Linked DNA regions of Gasterosteus aculeatus: region 2 is linked to region 1. A link is a contact called in public Hi-C data. All regions are on one chromosome and are shown on one strand. The core of a region is the stretch at or near the end of the contact, and the rest is flanking DNA. Distances in the headings are between cores, read along the strand shown. Region 1 overlaps jarid2b (jumonji and AT-rich interaction domain containing 2b). Region 2 has its middle 12 kb from the start of jarid2b.

Region 1 (2,700 bases), core at 147-2,646:
CCCGCCAGGCAGCCGCTCAACGGGCACGGTGAGCGCCGGAATAGAGCTCGCAATTAGCCGCGCGTACGGGCGGCTCCTTGACTAACGTAATCACAGGGCATTATGGGAAATGCGTGCATTCATGAAGGGGAGCAGCTTCCCTTCAATCCCGTCTTTGCTTCCTTATCTGAGGAGAAGGAGGAGTTGACAAGGGGGGGTAAACGGAGAAAGAAAGAGCCCTCTGAGGGAGATGGATGAGGAGGGAGGTGAGGGGAGAGGACAGAGTAGAGTGAAGGATGATGCACCGGCGGAATAACTAAAGATAAATGGAGGGATGCATTTCTAGGAGGGAGGATTTGATGGAGAGGAGCAACACAGGATGAGTCACGAGACAGACAGACAGACAGCGGACAGACAGACAGACAGCGGACAGAGGTGCTGCTTCCTGTGTGCGCGTGACTGTAATTTCCTAAGTTTGCGCTCGTGTTTTTCCACGTCCAGAGACCCGGGTGAGTCACGTAGCATAGCATAGCTGCACATCAACTCCTTCCACCCCAATTAATACTGAGCTCTCTAAGCCCTAACAAGGTGTTTATGCACTCACTGCGACAGCTGTCCGGGGCCCTCGGCACACACGCACACACCCCTTGTGGGGCGCGTGGACATTTTGGATGAGTAAACGTATACACACAGTTGTGGACTTCATGTAGCATGCATGCATTTGATCCCCATAACACGAGTTTCAATCCTAATCCCATAATTATTGATTTTGTATTGCAGAAAACGTAGGCTTGATTTAAATAATCAGGCCATTTGGTTTTCAAGGCTCGGTCACGGGAAATATTTCTGCGTATTAGGTCGAATTTACCATCATCATATTGCTACTACAGTTTTTATTTTTATACAAAGGACTATTTTAACCTGCAGGCCCTCCTTCTGGCCAGGGGTCCCCCCCCGACAAAACAAGGGCTGGATTTTATGCTTCCTCCCGGATGCTCTCCCTCCCTTCTTAGTCTGTGGAATCGCCCCAGGAAAGGTTCAAAAGGTGAACGCTTTGCTCAGCTCTCTCCTCCGTCATCCTCTGGAGTGGAATGTGGAGGAGGAGAGAGAGGCTGGCAGGGCTCGGAGAGAACCAGGGAGACGGCTCCATGGATTTGCTCGGAATGAACTCTTGGAGAACTGCGCACCACCTTTTTGTGTAGTTCACAGAAAAGTGTCTCCCGTCCAAAACGAGCACAGATGCATGTACTTCTTCTGTCTTTCATGAACATCTGTAGCTGCAGCTTGAATGCTAACCTGCACGCATCCGTATCAGGAAAGTGGAACCTGTTTGAACAAATGCAGGCTTGTTGTGTGCATGAGCACAGCTTAGTCTCCGTTCTTATCTCGTACACCAACACTGTTTGCAAAGCAGCGCGGCGGCGTCACTGTGATATGCTAAATAAATAGATAAGAGGGAAACCAGCAGAACAATATAGATGAAGGGGTTAAGGCCCCTGAAACAGACGTTTACACACATAAGTGTGTGTGCGCACAGTCAAGACGGGGTCGTTGCTCCAGTGTCGAGTTAGTATTTGTGCCGTGTTTCGTATCAGGAGATGGACACACACTCAGTGCATTTTGTGGCTTTAGTAATTGTGTCAAACGGGACACTGAGCAGGAGCAGCGTCATATGAGCGAGGGAGCGAGCAGTTGGCGAATAGTGGAGTAGTAATAGTGGAGTTTATTCTGGGAGGTAGAGCGAGACAGGAAAGGCCCCACATCGTAAGCCATTCATCAGCGAGCCGTCTCCCCCATTCTCTCTCCCGCTCGGCCATGTGCCATGTTGACATAGCTAAATTAAACAGCCTTTATTGGGCTCCGTTTCTTGCTTAGCTCACTTCTCAAAATGTCAGGATGTCTCTCATTTTTCAGAGAGCCGGGGGGGGGGGGGGGGGGGGGGGGAGTATAGCGCATACACACAACCTCTGTCGACGAGAAACGTGCACACACACACACACACGTCGCGGCATTGCGCTCGTGCTGTAAATGCTCCGTGTGTTTGCGCCTCGGCCCCTTTTCATCGCGCCCGTTGGTAGTAAGGCGCCGCGAAACTTTAAATTGAGCCTCATTAAAGCCGAAGAGGGAGCCATTGAGTGTGTGTTAATTAGCTTGCTCCCGTTCTACCTGCTTAACGTCGTCCCGGGGGACGGCTGCAGTCTAGGTCCACTTTGACGTGTAGTACAGAGAGGTTTTCATACACGGCTTAAATCATGCATATTTTGCTGATCGGGCACTATGAGTTAGCCAAAATCCTGTCACTCCCATGTTAGGGGGGGGCTTTTCCACTGGGTCGCTGTGGTTTGGGGCAGGGAGTTTATATGCATACTACAGGGGGGGGTATTGAGACTCATGTGCACATACTGGTACATGTAGACGGTAGCCTGGAAAAACATACTATATGTCCAAGTGTATTTATGCCTCGATACGTTATAGGAATTTTCCCACTTTTTAAAGTGTTTTTTTTATTCCTTATTTATTTACTTTGAACCTTTGTACATTAATAATTAGAAACTAGGTGGCAGAAAAATCTGTGTATCCATGGTCCATAGATTCCTAAATCTCTACAGTCAAACATGCAATGCTTCTACGCAAGGTGTCCAAAAAAAGAGAAGAGAAATCCCAAATCTAAGAAGATCGTCAAATTATTCGTATATTTCATACACCAGGAGCAGATAGACG
Region 2 (2,700 bases), core at 103-2,602, 81 kb before region 1:
TATTCGAGGACCGGCAGCGGTTTGAACTTCAAAGGGATCGGGTTTCCTCACCAGTTTATTTCCAGTTCCTCTCCGCAATGAGTTTTTACTGGCGTTGGCTTGGCTCGGGGAGAAAGGAGAGGAGAGGGAGATCTCACACACGGGGACGGGCAGATGCACGCAGGCTTGCTCTCGCACACACCCGAAAACACACGCACGCACACACACACACACACACACACATAGACACACACTGGGACGTGCAAGAGCTCAGAGTGTGTGCACTTCAAACAAATGGGACTTCATCAGTGTACATCAGTAATGGTTTCAGGCTGCCCCAACAGCCCTAATCATTTCCAGAGGGAGACATAGACCGAGAGACAAGGGTTTTCATTTTCACTGCCGCAGCCTCAGTTGCAAGTGTACCTTGGGCAAAGCAAACAGTAAAGCATGTCAAATCGTAGGATGAATCCCAGAAGAGACACGTGAAGGACTCTGTGAAGAGAATGCAAAGAGCCGCGCTTATGTCGAGGATATGCAACCTTCACATTCTACATGCAGTGATAAGACTGTTTCCTCGGCATGTTCTCACCACAGGATGCAGAGTATAAACATGATCCACGGTGACTACAATGCAGGCCCATTGTAAGTCACGCAGAGATCAGGAGAGGCCCCGTTCAACAAACTGCAAAGGACCTTATTGGTGCAGATGGCAGGTTGGCTTTGAATGGTGATCATTTATATCTGAGGACAACCGGTGCTCTTCTTTATGTCCAAAACAAACATGGTGTTTGTGGTTCCTAGGAGAGTTAATGTAGTGTGAATATCCAGTGCATAATCTCTGTATTTGGAATCAACTGAAGCTGAAGTCATCAGCCGGGTCAATGTGGGCCGCCACAAAGGGAGAGATAATGCGCGAGCACCTGTGGGAAATTCTTTTGTGGGGAACGCAGTGTGTTTTCAATTTGAGGGGAGAAAAAAAAGGAGTGGGAAGTCTCACTGCCTCACTGTCCGACCGCTGGAAAGAAGAGAGAAAGAGAGTCACTGACAACCGGGGGGTTTGAGCAGCTCCAGGATCAGCGGATTGAACCACTTCACAAAGTGACCACAGTGTAGGCAAGAAAAACAAAAAGAACTTCCTGACCGAGGGAGAGGCAGAACGAAGAAGAAAAAAAAAGGTTCCTCGCGGATAACGAGGACAAACGGATTGATTGTTTGTTAGACGCAAACGGACAGATTTTACAGAGAAAACGACCATGTGTGGTGACAGTTGGTCCTGTCATGTGACGGCCCTTTGGCAGACAAAGTGGGATCTGGGCGTGTTGGTTGGCTGGTTGTCTCTGCTAGGTCATGCCTGATTGGACGGTGGTCAACGGCACGTCCACCCCCCTCCGTGGGGAAGCTAATCTCTAGGTAGCAGGTCCGTATAATAGAGGACTGTGTGTGTGTGTGTGTGTGTGTGTGTGTGTGTGTGTGTGTGTGTGATGGGAACAGCCATCTACACTTAGTAACAGTGCCAGTTCACGGCTGCAGTGGAAACTTCCATATCTGCACACACAGACAAATACAGTATCATCTACACTCCCCACCTTTCCTGTTGTTCAACACAATCTCTTCCTCTTCTCTCACACACACACACACACACACACACGCACGCACACACACACACACACGCACGCACACACAACGGCGGTAAAAAGACCCTGTGTGGGAAAGAATCTGTTACATAGATTGCCTGTGATCATTTGGGTCTTTTTTTCTCAATGACCTTACGCCGCAAATATCTGACAAACGACGCGCTTCCACGACACTAATGCTAATGCAGTTTACGAGCCATTACCGGCCCTGACATCCGCGGGCTGCTCCAGCTGACACAATTTGTGGTCACAGCTTCGTTGCCTCAACAGTCAAAACACAAAACAGTTTCTGACAGCGAATTATTACTTTCCCTGGAATGCGGAAACCGTCTCCGCAGCCGGTGCAAAGCGACGGGTCCGCAACAGAAGTAGGACTCATATGGCCCCGTGACATCAGCCATCTTGGCAGAGGGGAAAAAAGTGGTTGCGATCAAACAATGAGTGCAGCCAGTGAGCCGAGGGGATATTCCATCCTGGTAGTAAACCAGCACAATGTATCCAAAGAACTGCGGCTCAGCTGTCGTGTCTCATCTTGTTCCTCTTGTTCTTTATTTAAAGTTTAATTGTGGTCGAATTATCTGTTCTCTTTTATTCATTCGTTCCTTTCAGGAACCCCTTTATTTCATAAATAGCTGAAGGTCAACATCAACTTGTTTGCCTGTTTTGAGACTTTTTTCCTAACAAATACAGTCACTCCAAATGTATGTTACTATTTCCTTTGTCGATTAGGATTCACCTTTACCCTGAATACTATCACAGGACAGCATGACTATTAAAACATCATAAGTGCCTGATGAGGATCTGACCATCTATTATACTTCATTTAAAGACAAAACGTGCTGTAAACATTCTCTCTTCAAAGACATTAGACTCCGGCGAGACAACGTTCCTCGTTGCTGATCGTCGTGTAACTCAATTTATTCAAACTCAACAGAAACAAAATGAAACTCATTAAAAACATATTTGTTTGTCTTCCCACTGTTCAAACAATCGCCAACTCTGGTTTGGGAGTTTGAAAGACTGAATAAGTAACAGATGTAAAAAATACCGGCGCATCGCTGACAGCGAACATTACACACCAGAC

Evidence for each region. A called contact is a pair of places that touch in the nucleus more often than the background predicts.
Region 2: a Hi-C map of liver shows a contact between it and region 1, with 1.7 times the contacts expected there. The contact joins two enhancer-like sites. A contact is called at or near these places in 2 of 6 Hi-C or Micro-C datasets (liver and skeletal muscle).

What each region holds. Positions count from the first base shown.
Region 1 is chr10:7,307,502-7,310,201 of fGasAcu3.hap1.1, reverse strand. It overlaps jarid2b (jumonji and AT-rich interaction domain containing 2b), which reads left to right. Exons shown (of 19, transcript XM_078081402.1): 6 at 1-28. Among protein-coding and RNA genes, the nearest start is that of LOC120826105, 25 kb to the left of the region's middle. Within about 2 kb of position 1,396, at least 2 of the 9 cell types and tissues checked have open chromatin away from gene starts, as enhancers often do. A contact at or near this core is called in liver, where this site is marked.
Region 2 is chr10:7,388,888-7,391,587 of fGasAcu3.hap1.1, reverse strand. No RefSeq gene overlaps it. Among protein-coding and RNA genes, the nearest start is that of jarid2b, 12 kb to the right of the region's middle. Within about 2 kb of position 1,352, at least 7 of the 9 cell types and tissues checked have open chromatin away from gene starts, as enhancers often do. A contact at or near this core is called in liver, where this site is marked.